Linked DNA regions of Mus musculus: region 2 is linked to region 1. The links are chromatin contacts, called in public promoter capture Hi-C maps. All regions are on one chromosome and are shown on one strand. The core of a region is the stretch at or near the end of the contact, and the rest is flanking DNA. Distances in the headings are between cores, read along the strand shown.

What was found. Promoter capture Hi-C pulls out the DNA fragments that hold promoters and counts their contacts.
Region 2: a promoter capture Hi-C map of erythroid cells shows a contact between it and region 1, with 62 times the contacts expected there. The contact joins the promoter of Glyctk here to the promoter of Slc25a36 in region 1.

The regions. Positions count from the first base shown.
Region 1 is chr9:97,107,296-97,113,853 of GRCm38.p6, reverse strand. It overlaps Slc25a36 (solute carrier family 25, member 36), which reads left to right and starts at 2,813. Exons shown (of 7, transcript NM_138756.4): 1 at 2,813-2,943. The coding sequence starts at 2,903.
Region 2 is chr9:106,155,940-106,162,230 of GRCm38.p6, reverse strand. Glyctk (glycerate kinase) reads left to right here and starts at 4,093. Exons shown (of 4, transcript NM_174846.4): 1 at 4,093-4,742; 2 at 4,935-5,086; 3 at 5,647-5,822; 4 at 6,124-6,291. The coding sequence starts at 4,366. It overlaps D030055H07Rik (a long non-coding RNA gene), which reads right to left. Exons shown (of 7, transcript XR_003948237.1): 5 at 5,714-5,938; 6 at 4,997-5,238; 7 at 1,532-2,450.

The sequences.
Region 1 (6,558 bases), core at 1,564-4,063:
TCTCTAGCTACTAAGAACTTTCTTCAACTCTTTAGCAATTGAAATTAGAAACCATTGTTAGTCAGGAAGGTGAGGCCTCTGTTTTTGAAGTACTTGTGACCAACTATCGTGACAGAGAAGATCACTTTGGTCCCTCCTCACTAAAAGATTGTATCTCCCAGAAGTCCTCTTGGTAGAGATTGAGAAGGGGGATGGGTAAACTGGGGGAACGTTTCCTTTGGCTCCATTCACCTGGCCCTAATACCGGCCTTCAGGAAAGCTCGTAAAAGCTTCTAGAAAGGACAACGGGGCCTATGGAAAGAATTCAGTGAAGCAGTGTTCTATCCGGAGAGATAAAGAAGGCGATGACAGTGCTGTGAACCCAGCAGGCTTGGCGGTTTGCTCAAGCCTGAGTCCTTATAGACTTCAGCAGCGGTGCCCCAGAGGACGGCGCCCGAATTAGCACAATGTGCTGGGTCTGCACCCACAGTGGCCTCCAAGAGAGACAGAAAGGGGACCAGCAACACTGTCTTGTCACCGACCCAGGAATAACTGTGATGGTACAAGAACATGCCCATAGAACTTGTTCACAGCCGCAGCGTTGGGGACAGCCTCAGAGTGGAAACAAGGGCTCGTTCTCTGAATACCGATCAGTCAAGTATTCAGTCAAGCAACGAGGTTCTGCCGTGAAAGGGAACGAAGCATCCATCCTGCAGCAACACTCGAGTGGATTTCGAAGACACTTTTAGTGAAAAATTCCTCACACCAAAGGCCACACACCATTTTTAAAAATATGTATTTATTTATAAGTAATGTGCGGCATAGACAAAACCAGAGGGATAGAAACTAGATCAGTGGTTTCTAGGGAAGAGGAGGGGCGAATGGGAGCGACTCCTAACAAACACGTGGCTGCATTGTGGGTGAGGAAGCGGTCGGGAAATAGGTCGGTGAGGGCTACACAACCAGGAAAATATACTAAAACCCACCAAACCACACACACACACACACACACACACACACATATATATATATATATATATATATATATATATATATATATATATATATATATATATATATATATATATATATATATATATATACTTTTTCGGGACAGGGTTTCTCTGTGTAGCCCTGGCTGTCCTTCTGTCTACCTCTGTAGACCAGGTTGGCCTCGAACTCAGAAATCCACCTGCCACTGCCTCTCAAGTGCTGGGATTAAAGTTGTGCGCTACCACTGCCCGGCTAAACCACACATTTTAAAGAGACATGTGTCCTGGGAGTTGTGTCTCAACACAACTGCCATATAAAGAAAATACCCGTTGGATGTCTTGCGGAAATCTTTGTCATTTGGCTAGGGTTGTCGTCACTCTTTGTGTCCGCTCTTCCAGTTTTGCCCCTTTGTCATCCTTTCCCGCTCTAATAGACTGTTCTCATTTCAACAGTAAAGCTCAGAAGTCAGGCTGTACTGGGGGTGAGTTGGGTAAGCCCTGGGCCAAGGACTTTGGTTGCAGTGCCCCTCCCCCAACAATAATAATCAGATAAGGAACACTCTGCACTGCTGAAATGCTTTAAGTAATTTACACACTCAGTCCTTTACAGTGGCATGGACATTTGCAGTCTGTACGTTTTGTAGGAATTTAGTTGCCGGACAACACGGAGAGAGCTAAAGCAGTTAGAATTTTGTCAAGTTGTGCCCGTAAGTGGCTCTGGAAAATTTCATGTGGGCTGGAAAGGGTGATGGGGCCCCTGCAAATGGAAGGGCAGTTTTATGGGGGAGGGGGATGAAGAGAAAGAAATAATGAGATATATTTCTGTTCCTTCTGTGTGATTAGCATATTGATATCTATTTATTTTATTTTGACGATTCATCTGTACCTTGCAAATAAGCAGTTAACAAAAAATTGAAATAATGGCCATTTTCTAGAGAAAGAAAACTTTCCCTAGTCCAACATATACATGTAAGAAATGTGTTGATTAGTAAAATAAGTAGCTGGTTTATTCCTGTAGTAAACCTTCACATTTTAATCTACTTGCCTTTTATTGAACACTTTTCCCTCATGTGACTCTACCTTAGACCTGTCAGGAATTCTCCGTCAGCATTCCATCTCAGGAATGTTCCACAGAGTGTGGACCGCCTTTAATCCCTTCACTTGGGAGTCTAAGGCTTGCACAGGTCTCTGAGTTGGAGGGCAAGCCCCAGAGAGCAGCCAGGGTTGGTCTCAAAGTGAGATTTTGCATCTCTTTCCTGACCAAAAAACAAAAAACAAACAAAAAAAAAAAACCAAAAAAACCCGATTTATCTCGCCACTCCACAACAGATCCCAATTTAACGCTTATGTTTAATGATCATGTTTAATGCCGTGCTGTTTGTGAGAGTGCAAGCGAGTATATTCGCACAAGTGATTTCCAAGGCAAACACGGGGAAACAGAAAGGCTCAGTTCTAAACCCAAAAACTTGCTGTGGCCCTGGGCCGCTAGGGTTTTATCCTAGATCGTCAAGAGCCGGCCAGCGCAGGTTAAGTGGCGAGGGCTGAGCGACCTGCTGATCAGCGCATCGGATGAGAGTGCGAGCCGACCCACTACGCACCAGCAAGCATTCCCGTCCTGCCCCACGGCCCTTCATTGAAGAGCCCCCTGGGCGATCACGTGAAAGAGGCGTGCGAACCTCGTGACGTCACGCGGCCTAAGCCAATAGGAGCTTCTGTTTATGTAGGGACCTCCGACTCCTCACGACTCTCACTGCGCAGTCCGACGGAGCTCGCTGGAGCAGGAACCCCGTGGGGTGGGTTCGCGGGTGGCCTTCCGCAGCGGCGGCTCCGCCCACTCCCTTGCGTCCCCCTTCTTGGCCCTCGCCGCTGGCCGTGGCGGCCTGCTGGGTCCGCGTCCCGCCTCTACTCCCGGAGGACATGCAGAAGAGAGAATGAGCCAGAGGGACACGCTGGTGCATCTGTTTGCCGGGGGGTAAGGTCGCTGGGGCGCGCGGGCTGGAGGCCACGGGCCTGCGAAGGCCACGCCGAGCCTGGGCGGGGGCAGGGCGTGAGTCGCGGCCTAGCTCGTCCGGTACTGCGCGACAGCGGAGGCACACGGACCCGGACCTCGCGGAGGAGGCTCGGCCATGGCGACAAAATGGGAGCAGGCTCGGCCTCCCCGTCCCGCACGACTGGGCCTCACGTTGCCCACGTTCGCGGGCGACCTTGTTTCCGGCCGCCGCTGCGCCTTTGCTGCTGGCCGGCGTCGTAGCCGGCGGGGAAGGCGTTGCAGTGCTCGCCCGCGGTGCGCAGAGGTTATTTCCAGCTTCGGAAAATTTTCTCTCCCTTGCCTGCCCCGGTTTGCGGGAGATGGTGCAAAAGTGGCAGTGACTTTGAAATCAATCAATCTCTCTTTCTTTTCTTTTCTTTTCTTTTCTTTTCTTTTCTTTTCTTTTCTTTTCTTTTCTTGAGATGGGAAGGCAACCCCCTCCCCCCCCCCCCCGACCCTTCAGCACTGCCTGCTTTGGAGAAGGGGTATGGATGGTTTGAGAGAAGGCGACTACTAAATGAAATCATTATATATGTGTACAGGATTAGTGTGGAGCCCGAAGTCTGGTTTGCTGATCCCCCAGCTACAGCCATTTTGCTGAGCCAAGTTTGTTCCTCCATTCGATATGTTCCTTCCCAGTTATTTAGAGAAATAATAGAGCAACGTTAAGACTTTTACCTGCAAGACTATAAAGTTGTCACAAAAAATCGCTATGGTGAATTAACTTTTTAACCTATATAACAGAATAAAGTAGTATTTTAAAGTTTGGTGGTTTGATTCTTGGATCAGCCACTTTAAGGGATACATACATATATGTATGCATTCTTTGCATGGTTGTTTGCTTTGAGTTAATGTGTGGAGATTCTGTTGCCAATATGACAGTACTTTACATTGTTGTCACACATTTCATTCAACATTTATGATTCACCAATTTTGAACGGTCCACTATTCTGCCATTAAAGCAACTACTAATTTTATGAGGAGCAGTTTGCCTTTTGTGTTTCTAAAATGCTTCCTGCCAGTAAAGGGCTAATTTAATTTCTGCAGTACCTGTACTTGGCACCTGCTAGTCAAGTTCTCTGCCACTGGGCTCCATCCTCGGGCCCTTAGAACATTTTTTTTTCTGTTGTTTTGTTTTTGTTTTTCGAGACAGGGTTTCTCTGTGTAGCCCTGGCTGTCCAGGAACTGACTCTGTAGACCAGGCTGGCCTCGAACTCAGAAATCCGCCTGTCTCTGCCTCCAAAGTGCTGGGATTAAAGGTGTGTGCCACCACTGCCTGGTCCCTTAGAACATTTTATTAATCTCTCTTTCCCTCTCTCCTCCCCCCTCTTTCTCCGAGTGTGTGTGTTGGGGGGGGGGGCGGAGTAGGAGAAAGTAAGGATAGCATCTTGTAGTTGGATTTCTACTTGTAGTTAGATCTTCTGAAAGTTAGAAGACCATAGATGTAGTTCAGGTTGGTATTTTAATTTGTTTTGAGTTAAGAAATAGAAGTCTTTAATCACTTCTCCTGTAGAGCAGAGTTGACAATGGTCTCTTCTAGAGCCCTTGCGTGGCTCCTTTGTTATTCTTTGTCCAGGCATATGTGTGTGTGTAAGTTTTGTTAAAGCACATGCATGTGTAGGATATAAATGTTAGTCTGAATGTGGATTTTTCCAGTTGTACTAGGACATCACTGTGTTTATAAACACTTGTGAAGTTAGGCCATTCTATGTAGGCTTTTTGTTTCAGTTGAGAGCTGGAATGGAGAATTATTATGTACGGGATTCAAAAATATCAGTTCATTTCTTCCACTTCTCAAGAAGTCTAGTACGCACACAGTAGTAGAATGTTAAATGGGGCAAAGTACGTGTGTTGTGACTTCCCCTCCTTCCCATTGCATCTCATATTCGTACATAGTGGTTCCATATGTACATATACTCTGTAGAAGCAGTGTTAGGTGATAGCAAAGGGCATTTAATCAAAATACAGAAAACATACAGATGTCAAGACAAATACCCTAAGTTCAAACACTTTCATGCCTGTAAAATGAGGACTAAGTTATTGTAGACGTCTTGACAGTTACACAGTACATGAATTCTGTTTTGTGTAATGTTCTGGCAGTGTTGTATGTACTGAACATAGATAGATAGAGTTCAGGTGATGTTGGTAATGTTCTTAATTGAACATGTCTAAGTTATATATCAAAATTGTTTATTTTGGCAATAATTTAGTGTGTTCTTCATAATTGCTAGGTTTGTTTATTGTGATAGAATTATATACACTAGGAGTTGTGAAATTCACCGTACTACAGGAGAGGTGTGTCTTTGTAGGCTCTCTATGCCTGGGCTTCCTCACATACAGTTATTCTTTGGATTATGCTCAGTATACCTTAAAAGAACCAAGAGTAACCTTTCATAGTGGCATTTACTCTTAGGCCAGGGTTTTCTTAACACGGGAGCCTTTGAGTTCCTTTCCTGATAACTAAAATAGTGTATACTCAGGTGGGCTCATCAGGGTCCCAGAAAGATTTGGGGCTGTATTGTTAAATAGGAACGTTTGATACAGACCAGCACTCGTGCTTACTATAAGTCACCCTTTGAGCTCATTATGCCTTTGCCAGAGTTAATATTCAGAATTTATAAGGTCATTGGTTGGGTTAATTAAGTTACAGAGGCAAATCATCACGTAATTAAGGTTTAGTTTTCATTGTACTTCAGGCACACATGATACAAAACATTTGTATGCATCAAGTAAAATAAACCTTAACATTAAAATTTTATATATTTATGTCTGTGTGTAGATACTCATGTGTATTTGGGTGTATATGTATGTGTGTGTATATATATATATATATATATATGTACATATATATATAAGAACCCAAGCAGGCCAATCCTGGAACTGATCCCTGATCCTCTGCAAGACCAGTAAATACTTTCCTATACTTTGCCACCGATGTCTCTTCCTCCTTTTCCTCTTCTTCCTCTTCTCCTCTTCCCTTTCTTTCTTCCTTCCTTCTTTTCTTCAAGGCAGGGTCTTTCTATGTAGCTGTGGCTGTCCTGGAACTCAGTATGTAGACCAAGCTAGCCTAGAACTCAGAGATCCTCCTGCCTCTGCCTCCTCAATGCTGGGATTAAAGTTATTGCTACCACAACCTGCCCAGTAAATGCTCTTAACTATTGAGCCTTGTCTACAGATCCATCCTGCAAAGACCTGTTGGGCTGCTATAGCAAAACACCATAAATCAGGTGGCATCTAAAAAGTTAGCATTTATTTTTTCCAGTTCTAGAGACCAGATGTAGTGATGGCAGATTACATGCCTTCCTGGTGAGGCTGTGTTTCCTCAGACTCCATCCCCACTCTGACCTCAGATGGTAGGAAGAGCTGGCTAGCAGGGTCTTTTATGACACCAATCCCAAACATAAAGCTTTGCCCTCAATATCTAGTCACTTTCCCAAAGCCCAGCTACTGTTACCTTAGGTAGTAGGATTTGAACCTATGAATGGCAGGGACGTTTTGAGACATAACCCCTGTGAGAATTCGTTCTAGTGGATTGGAAAACCAGGAGAATTCTTAACT
Region 2 (6,291 bases), core at 2,844-5,343, 9.0 Mb before region 1:
CTTGGGTGTTATTCCTCAGGTACTATCCATCTATTTTTAAAATTAACTTATTTTTAAATTGTGTGTGTGTGTATGAGTGTTTTGCCCACATGTATGTTAAGTGCACAGTACTGGTGCCCTAAGAGGCAGGAAGGGGGAGGGCACTGGCTTCCTTAGAATTTGGAATTAGAGATGGCTGTAAGCTGCCATGAGGGTGCTTGGAATAGAACCCCCATCCTTTGGAAGAGTAGTAAGTGCTCTACATATCTCTTCAGTTCCCCCACTTCTTTTGAGACAAGGTCTTACACATCCCAGACTGACCTTAAACTCCACAGACAAGGATGGCTTTGAGCTCTTGATTCTCCTAACTGTGGAGATTATAGGCATGTACCACGAAGCCTGGTTTAGGTGATGTTGGGGATCAGACCAGGGCCTTGTGCCTGCTAAGCAAGTCCTCCATTAGCCGAGCTACATTCCCAGCCCTGTCTCCACTAAAAAGGGAAAGACTTCCTTATGTATGTGTTCTGCCTCACATGTATATGTCCACCACATGAATGCCTGGTGCCCGAGGAGGCCAGAAGAGGGCATCAGCTTCTCTGGAACTGGAGATCTAGGGATAGTTGTAAACCCCTTGGGTGCTAGGAACAGAGTAACAAATGCTCACAACCACTGAAACATCTCTCCAGCTCTCTGTATCCATTTTTAAAAAATACTCCACTGCTATCCCTAATCTAGTCACAAGATGCATCTGATAGCAAGACAATGAAACCTACTGCATGGTATTGAGTTGATCTAATTCTTTTTTTTTTTAAGTTGACTTCTACATCTTTTATGTCTGTTTTTTTTTTTTAAGATTTATTTATTTTTTATATGAGTACACTGTAGCTGTCTTCAGACACACCAGAAGAGGGCATCAGATCCCATTACAGATGGTTGTGAGCCACCATGTGGTTGCTGGGAATTGAACTCAAGTCCTCTGGAAGAGCAGACAGTGCTTTTAACCGCTGAGCCATCTCTCCAGCCCCTGAGTTGATCTAATTCTTATGTATTTCTATTGCCCTCCGTACAAACAGAAACTGCAATTTTCTTTTCCCCTTCTTCTTTCTTTTTACCTTTCTTTCTTTTCTTTCTTTCTTTCTTTCTTTCTTTCTTTCTTTCTTTCTTTCTTTCTTTCTTTCTTTCTTTCTTTTTTTCTTTCTTTCTTTCTTTCTTTCTTTTTTAAAGGATTTTGAAACAGGACTCCACTGGGCTGCTAAGACTGACAGGGAACAGCAATGTCTTCAGTTGCAAAATGGAAGGGATTTCACAAAAGGAAAAGAGGTAATGTGGAGTGGAGGAAGTGGCACATAATAAGGAAATTTAGACAGCGTGTGGGGTGGGGTGTAGTGGGGTCCTGATTGAGCTTCTCAATTACACAGCAGTACACACCTGCGACTTTAGTACTCAGGAGCCTGAGGCAGTAGGATCATAAACTTGAAGTCAGCCTAGGCTACAAAGTGTGTCTGTGTATGTGGTAGGAGTCGAGGTTAAAAAAACAAAACAAAACAAAACAACCTTTTAAAGGAAACACGTTTGAAACAATCCTTTCCATCAGTAAAGGATTTTGGAGCCCAGCCAATAGTTGATTTTTGAATGTGGGAAAAAGGCAGGACTGGATCATAGTGGACACAATGTGAGAGCAAGGGTAGGGAGGAAGAAAAGACTTAGGGGTCATTTTGTTTACAGTCATTTTGCTCGTGTGTTCAAAAATCACCCAACAGAAATCTTTTGCTGAGTTAGCTGTATGTGGTGGCTTACGGAGAAAAGAGGTAAGCATCAATGAATTGTCATGGATGTCTTTAAATCGCTTTCTAGAGGGGTGTGTTGTAGCGCTCGCTGATGTTCAGCCCTGTTCGGAACCGAACAAGAATTCAGGGTGTATTTAACGGTGGACTAGATCTAACAGGATGAACAGGGAAGGCTCATTACAAATCACACAGAACACAGAAACCAGAGCCCCCCACTCGCCTCTTTTCAGGTTTTCTCTGAGTGTCAGTGAGGCCGGAAAGTTCTAAACCAGGTTCTCGGTCTCTAGGGAGATCTCAGACCAGCCACTTCCGGGTTAATCCCCACCCACAGAGTACTTCCGGTCTCCAGCGCCAGAAGCTGCGGGAAGGTGAGTTTGCGTCTCAAGCAAATAAATGGTACTTGGAAGTCGTTCCTGGCCCGGACAGAGACCGATCCAGGCGACAGCAACCCCTTAATCTTGCGACATCTTGCACTACACGGCAACATTTCCCTCGAGAAGATCACAGGCTCAGGCTCAGGAGACGTCACTTCCGGTCACCTGGCGGTTGGCCAATTCCGGACTTGATGTCAGCTCCGCTTTGGTTCCGGGAGGAGTCGAGCCTGGTCTTCGCCTATCCTCACTTACCAAGGCGGGTGCACTGGAGCTGGGAAGGTGTAGTGTCTTAGAGTTGGGAATTTGGCTCCTGAAAATGCAAGTCGTCCAATTAACTTTAGACTTACCACAACGTAATTTTTAGTTAGAAATAATCCAAAATATACTGGTCATAGTTATAATAAAAAATTACTTATCCAAAATTCAAATTTCACCAAACACCCAGTACTTAATTTGGCAATTTTGGACTTGAACTTTTTTTTTCCCTTGAATTCTAATAGGGACCTTCTAGGCTTTTGCCCTTCTGGGAAAGAGATACAAAATTCACCTAGGACTGAGCTTTATGTTTTGGATGCTAAGATGTGTTTAGTACCAAGCCCGGGGAATCCCATACATGAAAACTGAACATGTTTGCAGGCGTCCCGCGGCAGTGCCCTGTGTATTCCTTTTTACAAACAGTAGTTTCTGGGAAAGCTAGCTGGGAACTACAAGGCTAAATGGCGGAGGTTTGGCAGGCGCTACGTTGTTTAGGAGTGGGATAAACTGTTACCTGGAGTTTTCTCTGTCAGCTTGTACAGAGAATCAGAAAGCCCTAGGTGTCAGGAAAATACGAGCGTCAGTCTCCCAAGCACTATGGAGAACTGGATGACTTTATGCATGCTAGGGAAGGTCTCTCCCACAGGACTACACTTTCAAGTTCCCTTGAAAAGTGAGAGTTAGGCTTCATTGTGTCCCACATCTTGCAAATGAGCTCAGTGTGAGAAAAGATATACTAATACACGCTTTAAAAAAAGCTAGAACCCCATCCCTAGACTCCGCCCTCTTCCACCCATGCTTACGGATACAGTTGTCTTTCTACCTTTTTAGGGGCTTGAATGTAGCTCAGTGGTAGAGCGCATGCTCGCTCGTTACATGGACAGCCCGGGCACAGTCTTCAGTACCCTCCTGTCCCTAAACTTAGATATCTTTTTGCAGCTGAGTCTTTTATTGTTCCTGTATAGTTACGCTGTAGCTTCCCGACCTTTACCCCAAGACCTTTCTGTCCTTCACTCTGCCCAGTGGAGAAAATGATTGTTTGGGCTTCATTACTGGAACCCGGCCTTTGCCTGCTCTAGCACTGGGCTGTTTTTGTTGTGAAGGGTGTAACTCAGGACTTGTTTTTTGCTATCATGGAGCCAGAAAGGGATGTTCCTGGCAAGGCTGATCATGACCAGCTGTATGGGGACAAGGGTGTCTGGTCTTGTCCTATAGATTGAGCCCCATAGCACATGTCCTTTTGCTTATAACCTGGGGACTTGCTGAAGGTCTGACCTTGAGTGAGATTTGTGGTTACTCTTGATTCGTGCCTGGACCACTTGCTGAACTAGCCTGAGTCCTGAGCTTCCTTAGGCTGTGTGCACTGGTAAATCTGCAGCCTTTCCACATGGACCCAGCTTTGCCAGACTGGTTGTATGAGCTAACAGAGCAGGCTAGAGGTCAATGGACTCCGGGTCAGTTGGCTAGACAACCAATAGCCTTTTTTTTTTTTTTTCTTGGCAGTAGAAGTGGTAAAGGAACGTCTAAGGCATAAATGCCAGAAAGGGGGCACTGCCGTGGTGTGAGGGCTTTGGAAGTACAGGATGTGGAAGAAGAATGGCCCAGGGGCCTGCTGGTAGGAACGGCGTCCTTCATGAATGATTAACTTCTAGGCAAAGGAGGTGACCTAGGAGGAAGGTCCACTTAACAGGAACTTTGGACTTGGAGCAGAGTGTCCAGAAGACTGGTGTGTGGTCTACAGAAGAGGACGTGGCTGGGCATCAGGGCTGGGCTTTCAGGGCTGGTGTAAGATCAGGTTTGCTGCAGGCTTCATGACTTCTCCAGGTTTCATTTCAGGTTATGGAGTCCGCCAGTCCTGAGCCCTCGGAGGGGTGGCCATGATGGATGGTGGGGTTCTGTCCGTGGCCTCACTCCTTCTCCTCCCTCTCTAGGCAGCTATGGACACGAGGCTGTGCTGAGAGAAGCGGGGCATGGCTGCGGCCCTACAGGTCTTGCCCTGTCTCCTCCGAGCCCCATCCCGTCCACTCCTCTGGGGGCCCCCAGTGGCCCGGATGACCAGTGGTATGGCTTTGGCAGAACAGGCACGGCAGCTGTTTGATAGTGCAGTGGGTGCTGTGCAGCCAGGCCCCATGCTGCAGAGGACACTGTCCCTGGATCCTAGTGGCAGACAGCTGAAGGTGCGGGACCGGACTTTCCAGCTGCGGGAAAACCTCTACCTAGTGGGCTTCGGCAAGGCCGTACTGGGCATGGCAGCTGCTGCCGAGGAGCTGCTGGCTCAGCATCTTGTGCAGGGTGTGATCAGCGTACCCAAGGGGATCCGAGCCGCTATGGAACATGCTGGAAAGAAGTAAGAGTCTATGGGCGCAGGGGGACGCCCTCTACTGTCCTTTGGAAGAACACCTCCCTTCCTCTTTGATCTCCCTATCTCCTGGGTCTGGCCTGGTTTCTAAATGGGTTATCAGTGGGCCGCTTTCACCTGTACAGCTGAGAAGTCAGGTCGGAGGAGAGGAGCCCACCCCCATCCCTTCTCCCTTCTCAGAGAGATGCTGCTGAAGCCACACAGCCGCATCCAGGTGTTCGAGGGCGCCGAGGACAACTTACCGGATCGGGATGCACTCCGGGCCGCGCTGACCATCCAGCAGCTGGCAGAGGGGCTCACTGCAGATGACCTGCTGCTGGTGCTCATCTCAGGTGTGGGACCAGCCGACAGGGGTGCCCCGAGTACCATATGGTCACAGGGTGAAGTCAGGACCATGGCAGACAGTGAGGAACCTGGAGGGTACCTAGTGAGTGGTGTCAGGTTGGTCACCTCTCCTCAGCTGGAAGTTCACCCTGTTGAACATCTGTAATGGTGAAGGCACAGCTGGGTACTAACACTGACACACATCAGAACCTTTGGAAGACATTGCTGTCTGCAGCGGTGTCATTCGTGCTCCTGAAGCTGAGTTTCCAGACCCCATGGATCTCTCTTCTTGCTTATTTGCTGTTTTTTCTTGCTCTTTCTTAGTTAAATTTAAAAACAAAAATTTTTGGGGGGTATTGGGGATAGAGTTCAGGGCTTCACACAGGCTAGGCAAGCACTTTGCTAGCAAGCTTCTCCTGGGATCTGGTATACCCCTACTAGGGGACAACTTCACTCTGTGTCCACAAGGGGGCACTGTAACCCCACCTTCTTAGAGGACCTTCCTTATGGCTTGCCTGGTTCTCTGGGTCGGGCTGTCTCCTCTCCCTGACACTCTCACTGACTTTAGGTGGGGGCTCAGCCCTGCTGCCTGCTCCTATCCCACCTGTCACACTGGAGGAGAAACAGATGCTCACCAAGCTGCTGGCAGCCCGAGGAGCCACGATCCAGGAGCTGAACACCATCCGCAAGGCCCTGTCGCAGCTGAAGGGTGGAGGGCTGGCTCAGGCTGCCTATCCTGCTCAGGTGCACTAATCACTTCTTCAGTAGGCCCTGGGTTCCCAACACGTGACAGGGAGATGAGAGCTTAAGCCAACATATGAGTTGGCAGGGGCCTGGCCTGGAAAGTCCTGGGAGGAAGCCTAGAGAGAGTAAGAGGGAGGCTTTCTGGTTAGGTGTTCTGCCAGCCCACCTGAAAGTGGCAAGATGTGGGTAGATGTGGGCAAGGAAGCATACCAGATGCTGTATACCCAGGCCCAGTTTGTCCTTAAGGGCCCCGGAACACGGAGGAGGCAAGACTGAACCTTATTTTGTGGCCTTTGTCTAGGTGATAAGCCTCATCTTGTCAGATGTGATTGGGGACCCTTTGGAAGTGATTGCCAGTGGCCCTACGGTGGCCAGCACCCACAGTGTGCAAGACTGCCTGCATATTCTCAACCACTATGGCCTCCGTGCTGCTCTTCCCCGCTCTGTGAAGACTGTGCTCTCCCGAGCT